2 separate regions of the Mus musculus genome follow, and region 2 is linked to region 1. A link is a contact called in public HiChIP or PLAC-seq data. All regions are on one chromosome and are shown on one strand. Each heading gives the region's core, a stretch centred on a gene start, on an enhancer-like site or on the middle of the called end of the contact. The rest is flanking DNA. Distances are from core to core; before and after follow the strand shown. Region 1 overlaps Myo18b (myosin XVIIIb). Region 2 holds the start of Grk3 (G protein-coupled receptor kinase 3).

Region 1 (2,700 bases), core at 10-2,509:
GCTGGCAGCCATTTTGACTGCAGGCTCTTATCTCTGCTCCCCAAATCCTACCCAGCTCTGACTCGGCAGTGGGGCCACCAGGCGAGTCACACCAAGAACGCAGCCCCTTCTCAGCTAGGACAGTCTCATGTCTACAGAGCAAGGCATGGCTAAGCTATACCCCAGGCCTGTCAGAAGCAGTGAGAGCTCAGCAGCAGCCGCAGAGAATCAGTCACAGTTAAGGCGGTGGCTCTGACTGAGGTGAGCCGTGGCGCCTATAACCACAAACCTCACACGTTGTAGGCAGTGGAACAGCCAGTGGGCTGGAGGTACCTTTCATATCTGCTTCATGCTAAAGACAAGCCATGGGCATGGTCACAGAGAGACAAGGGACAGAGCCAGACACTGGAACTCAGTGTATGGCGGCTCAGGTGTAGACAGCATTCCATATTGAGCCAAGACTCATCAGTAAAATAGAAATACTACCCAGAACAACAAAACCAAAGGCTTTAAAAGTTAGGCAGTGACACCAGGGGGCTTGTGCTTGGTGAATCAAGTCACCAGATGGTTAAGAAAGACCCATGCCTAAAGGTCATTGTCTAAGATGCTCAGTTTTCAATAGAAGTTCTCTCTCTCTCTCTGTGTCTGTCTGTCTATCTGTCTGTCTGTCTGTCTCTGTGTGTCTCTGTCTCTCTCTCTGTCTCTGTCTCTCTGTCTCTCTCTGTGTGTGTCTGTCTGTGTGTCTCTGTGTGTCTCTGTCTCTCTCTGTCTCTCTCTCTCTGTCTCTGTCTCTCTCTGTCTCTGTCTCTCTCTGTCTCTCTCTCTGTCTCTCTCTCTCTCAGATATTATTACTTGTATCAGGGGAAGGAACTTTCAGAATGTGGACTCTTAGCCCACCGATCACAGATTTACAAGTACTCACTGTAGATTTGTTCAGAGACCTGAAGAAAGTGTCGCTCAATGAGTAAAGAGACAGAACAGGCTCTAGGCGTCTCCACGGCAGACCCTCTGATGAGATGTACCGGGTCCTGGGTTTGATTCCACAACACCAAAAGAAGGATGTGTTAATAAGCATCAAATGTAAAAATACCAAAAAAGAGATGTGAAGATTAAAAAGGACTGCAAAACTAAGAGTGGAAATTCTTCATTTGTGAAATCAAACCGCTGGACCTACAACTTCACCACAGGTGAGTTGGTGAGTTGGGAGTGGTATCCAAGGGATTGCCTGAATTGAATAACACAGAAAGGTGGGAATAAAGAATTAGTCACGCCTGGCAACAGAACAGAGCTGCATCTGCATGATAGAGCATCGAAGGACAGGGAGAAAACAGAATGGAGCCTCACAGCTTAAAACTTCCCCAAATTGTGTTCCTTCCTAAAAATAAAAGCTTCCTGGAGCTCCCAGGAGTTCAGTGAGTTCATTGGAAGGTGAGGAACCAAGGAAGTCAGAGCAGAGCTTGTGGCAGCAAGAAAAGTAAACTCCAAATGGCAGAAAATCTTGACCATGCAAGAGAGAAGCCATGAGCCTAACAGTGACTGGCTGGTTTGACACACACATCCAGGGTCACTTGGAAAGAAAGAACCACAGAGGAGAGATCCCCTGGGTCACACTAGCCTGCAGTCATGTCTTCCTGGATCGTTCATTGATGGGAGAGGGCTCAGCCCACAGTGGGTATCACCATTCCCTAGAAAGGTGGTCCTGGGCTGTATAAGAGAGGAGGGAGAAAGAAAAAAACATGGAGAAGCACGCAGAGTTCCTCTGAGGCGTCTCTTTAAGTTCTTGCTTGAGTCCTCACTCGATCTGCCTTGTGACGGACAGTCACCTGGAAGATGAAGTAACCCTTTGTGTCTCTATGTTCCTTTAATCCATGGTGTTTGTCACAGCCATAGAAAGCAAACACGACCCTGAGTAATGAAGCCCAGAAGTCAGTGTAACTGCACGGTAAAGATGCTGAGAGGGGAAAACCCTTTGTCAATCAATACCTTACAGAGCTGTGCTTCTAATCCTCCCAAAACAAGCTCCACCCATGCACACACAGGCTGGGAAAGTCAGTGCTACCAGATCTTGTATTCAGATTTGAGGCTGAAGGAAATGTTGACTCAAACCTTTAAAGACTGGAGAATAGCAGAACGCATTTACAGGAAACAATTAGAAAACAGTCTGAAGCCTTGTGTCATGGTGCATGCCTTTAGCCTCAGAACTCAGGAGGCAGAAGCAGGAGGATTTCTGGGTTAGAGGTTAACCTGGTCTACGAGCAAGTTCCAGGATAATGAGGTCTATATGGCGAGACTGTCTCAAAAGCTAAAATATGAAAATATATCTTAAGTGAATTAAAAAGACATAAGATTAAGTTTAAAATATTGAGCTGTATTAATGGGTTTATGGCATCTACCTATAACAATGGCACCAAGGCGTCAGGAGGAGGTGGGTCTGTGGAACAAAAGCTTTCTTTTGATTCAGTCTGGAGCCCAGTTGAGGGGGCAGAACAAATACAAGCAACACTCTTCAGACTGCGAATTTAAGAAACATACCATCACTCTGACACAAAGACAACTAACTGGACTTAAACCAAAGCCGCTGCTACAAATGACGAGGGACGTGTCCGGTGATGAAAGCGTTAACCTGCCAGCCAGCCAGGTAGATTCTTAGAGCCTAGGCAGAGAGCCTCAAGGCGTGCAAAGCAGAACAGGGAGAGAATTAGAAAAAGTAAGACAGCTCAA
Region 2 (2,700 bases), core at 130-2,629, 190 kb after region 1:
ACTTACTGAAGATTTCAATCAAGTCCTGTTTTCAGTGAGTCTCAGACAGGCTGAACTCCAGGAAGGCAAGCACTGTCCAGTCCACCCAAGTGTCCCCTTGTGCCTGCTCCACTCCGCAAGGAGCAACACACCCCCCAAAAAAAACAGCGAAGGGCCAAGGCTTGCAAGGGAAGGCAAGCCAAAAATACCCAGCCAGCGCAGCTGTGTGTACAGTGTGACTCTTCCTAGCAAACACGGCACGGGGATTTGATGTTTCCTGGATCACGGGGCTCACAAACACGATCGGGAAAAAAAATAATAATCTGACCATTGTTCGGTATTGAAAGGTTCTCTGAGGGCTATGCATACTGCTAAGGAGACAGACGGTTTACCTGGCGTGTGTGAAGCCCTGGGTCCCATCTCCAGGACCTCAAAAAATTAGACGAGTAAATGTGTATATTTTCTCTCACATGAAGGTAGGTAACACTGCCGCCACATGGGCGTGTCACGCTTGACCATTTGAAAGGGGATGCAGCTTTGGTTTAGAGCCTTACAGAATTGCATGGTTCAGGGGTGGCTGTAAAGTCCGAGCCAATTTTTTCATCAACTCAAGGAAGCCACACCAGCTAAGCAACTGGCAGTGGGGTCAATTAAGAAGTGACACACAGCCCCACTCTGGAACACCGCCTAGAACTCCCCGGGACAAGTACAGCTCTAAGAGGCCATCACACCTCAGAAAAATCAATAATAAATCAGTCGTGATATTAAGAGCAACTTGGCAGCGAGCGGCCAGCCGGAGCCGGTGCAGCGGGAACCTCCAGTCTTGCAAGACCAGGCTAGGCTCAAGTGGCTCTCCTGTCATCCTTCCCAGAAAGGGCAGGCCGCCAGGGGTCCAAGTTGAGGAAAGTGGCTCAGGTAATGGCGCTGGTGACAGAACTGAGAACTCAAGGTCTACTTACTACTGCAAGGGGCCAGAGGACAGGGGCAGGGGGGCTGAGAGACAGACAGCCCTGCAACCAGCCTGGGACAGCGGGACGGAGGGGACTGGCGGGCGGACCAGAAAAGGAGGGAGAGGACCAGAGGGGACAAGAGGGGACTGGAGGGAACTGGCGGGGGAGGGGGGGGAGGGGGAAGGTGAGGGAGAGGACCAGGAGGGATCCGGAAGGGACCTGAGAGGGAGGGAAAGAACCGAAGGAGACTGGATAGGGCGGAGAGGGCCAGAGCAGTACCTGGGCTCCGGCAGGACGACCTTCTTGCTGGCGCGCGCGGCCGGCGCCGTCTTGCTCTTCTCCATGGCCATCAGGTAGCTGACGTCGGCCAGCACGGCCTCCAGGTCCGCCATGGCGGCTCCGCAGCTCCCGCCGCCCCGACGGGGCCACGGCGCGCCCGACGCGCGACCCCGACGCGGACCCCGACGCACCGCCCCTTCCGCGGCTCCGCGCCCCAGCCCGGCGCGCCCCCAACCGTCCGCGGCCACGCGCTCCTGACCCAGCCTCTCAGGCACCAGGGACTTCCTCTCCCTCCTCCTCTCCCTCTCCCTCCTCCTCTCTTCTCTCTCCTCTCCTCCTTTTCCTCTCTTTCTCACCCTTAGCTCTCTAAGCACAGTCCAGATGCCCAGTACTGAGTGGACACTCCAGGAGGTCTCCAATAGCACACTGTCCTGGAGAGGACGCTTCAAGAGGTATCCTGGAGTAGTCCCACCTGCTCTTTCGAATGATTGCCAAATAGAGGTCAGAGCTACAGCAGGGGGTGTCTCCAGCCATTAGCCCCACCCTAGACCTCCCTCTGAGAACCAAGCCAAGAGACACCAGCATAGAAGAGAAAGTTGCTTGGCTCCCGCCATGCAGGGTGAAGTGGGGTGAGAGTCCTGCCCTGGAGCAGCGCTGTCCCAGGGGACCCAGTTGATGGAAGCACTCTAGGTTCAAGGTCATAACTGGCTTGCATTCAGGTGAAAGGCCTCAGGGTGTGTGTCCAGTTGGGGGGCGGGGGGGTTAAGGTATCCTAGCTTCTGCAGGCTCTCTACCAACTCAAGAACCACAAGAGGAAGTGCCCCTATGAGAGTGCAGAGCCTCCTGGGTTTTCAGGGAAGTGGAAGGGCTGAGACTTGATTCTGGGCAGTAGGGAATTCCCAACCCTGCCTAGGTCACTATTTCATTTCTCTGCAGCTGGGCACAGGGGTCCACATTCAAAATCCATGTGGTACCTGTTAAGGGATCAGGAAATCTGCAGACATCATAAGCTTGCAGGGCCTTTATCCAAATTGCCATACATCACTGTGAACCCGGGATTGGCCAGGGTTAGAGTGAACTGTTGGGGGTTTACAGTCACGTTTTTTGATTAGTTCTCCTGCTTTTGTTTTCTGTCTATTCTGTTTCCCAAAGGACTAGTTTTACCAGAAGTTTCTCAATCCCCAAGGCACAGTATTTAGAGGGACTAGAAAAGGTATAGGTGGGAAGGGGTGGGAACATCCTGAAGGAGTTGGGTCTGCCACAGACAGCCCACATCACCGCTATAGTGCCCACTGTATAATGGGGCAGAGACAGGGAGAGCCAAGCCTTCAGTTGAATTTGCCAGTTCCATTCACTTTTTCACCCAAATATGGGAGCATAGATGCCTTGTCTACCCAGTGAGGAGAGAGGGGTAAGTTCCCCCCAAAACACATTGCTCCTTCATGTCTGAATATTGTTTCTTCCAAAATGTTGTTGTTGTTTTTTTTAATCA

Evidence for each region. HiChIP or PLAC-seq counts read pairs in DNA pulled down with a chosen protein or histone mark.
Region 2: a contact with region 1 is called in an H3K4me3 HiChIP or PLAC-seq map of embryonic stem cells, with 2.5 times the contacts expected there. The contact joins the promoter of Grk3 here to the enhancer-like site in region 1. A contact is called at or near these places in 3 of 115 datasets of contacts at active chromatin or transcription factors (embryonic stem cells and stem cell-derived neural progenitor cells) and 2 of 9 other capture datasets (adipose tissue and embryonic stem cells).

The regions. Positions count from the first base shown.
Region 1 is chr5:112,821,357-112,824,056 of GRCm38.p6, forward strand. The region is part of intron 21 of Myo18b (myosin XVIIIb); the gene reads right to left. Among named protein-coding and RNA genes, the nearest start is that of 1700095B10Rik, 29 kb to the left of the region's middle. Within about 2 kb of position 1,260, at least 4 of the 459 cell types and tissues checked have an H3K27ac peak or open chromatin away from gene starts, as enhancers often do. A contact at or near this core is called in embryonic stem cells, where this site is marked.
Region 2 is chr5:113,014,159-113,016,858 of GRCm38.p6, forward strand. It overlaps Grk3 (G protein-coupled receptor kinase 3), which reads right to left and starts at 1,380. Exons shown (of 21, transcript NM_177078.4): 1 at 1,209-1,380. The coding sequence starts at 1,321.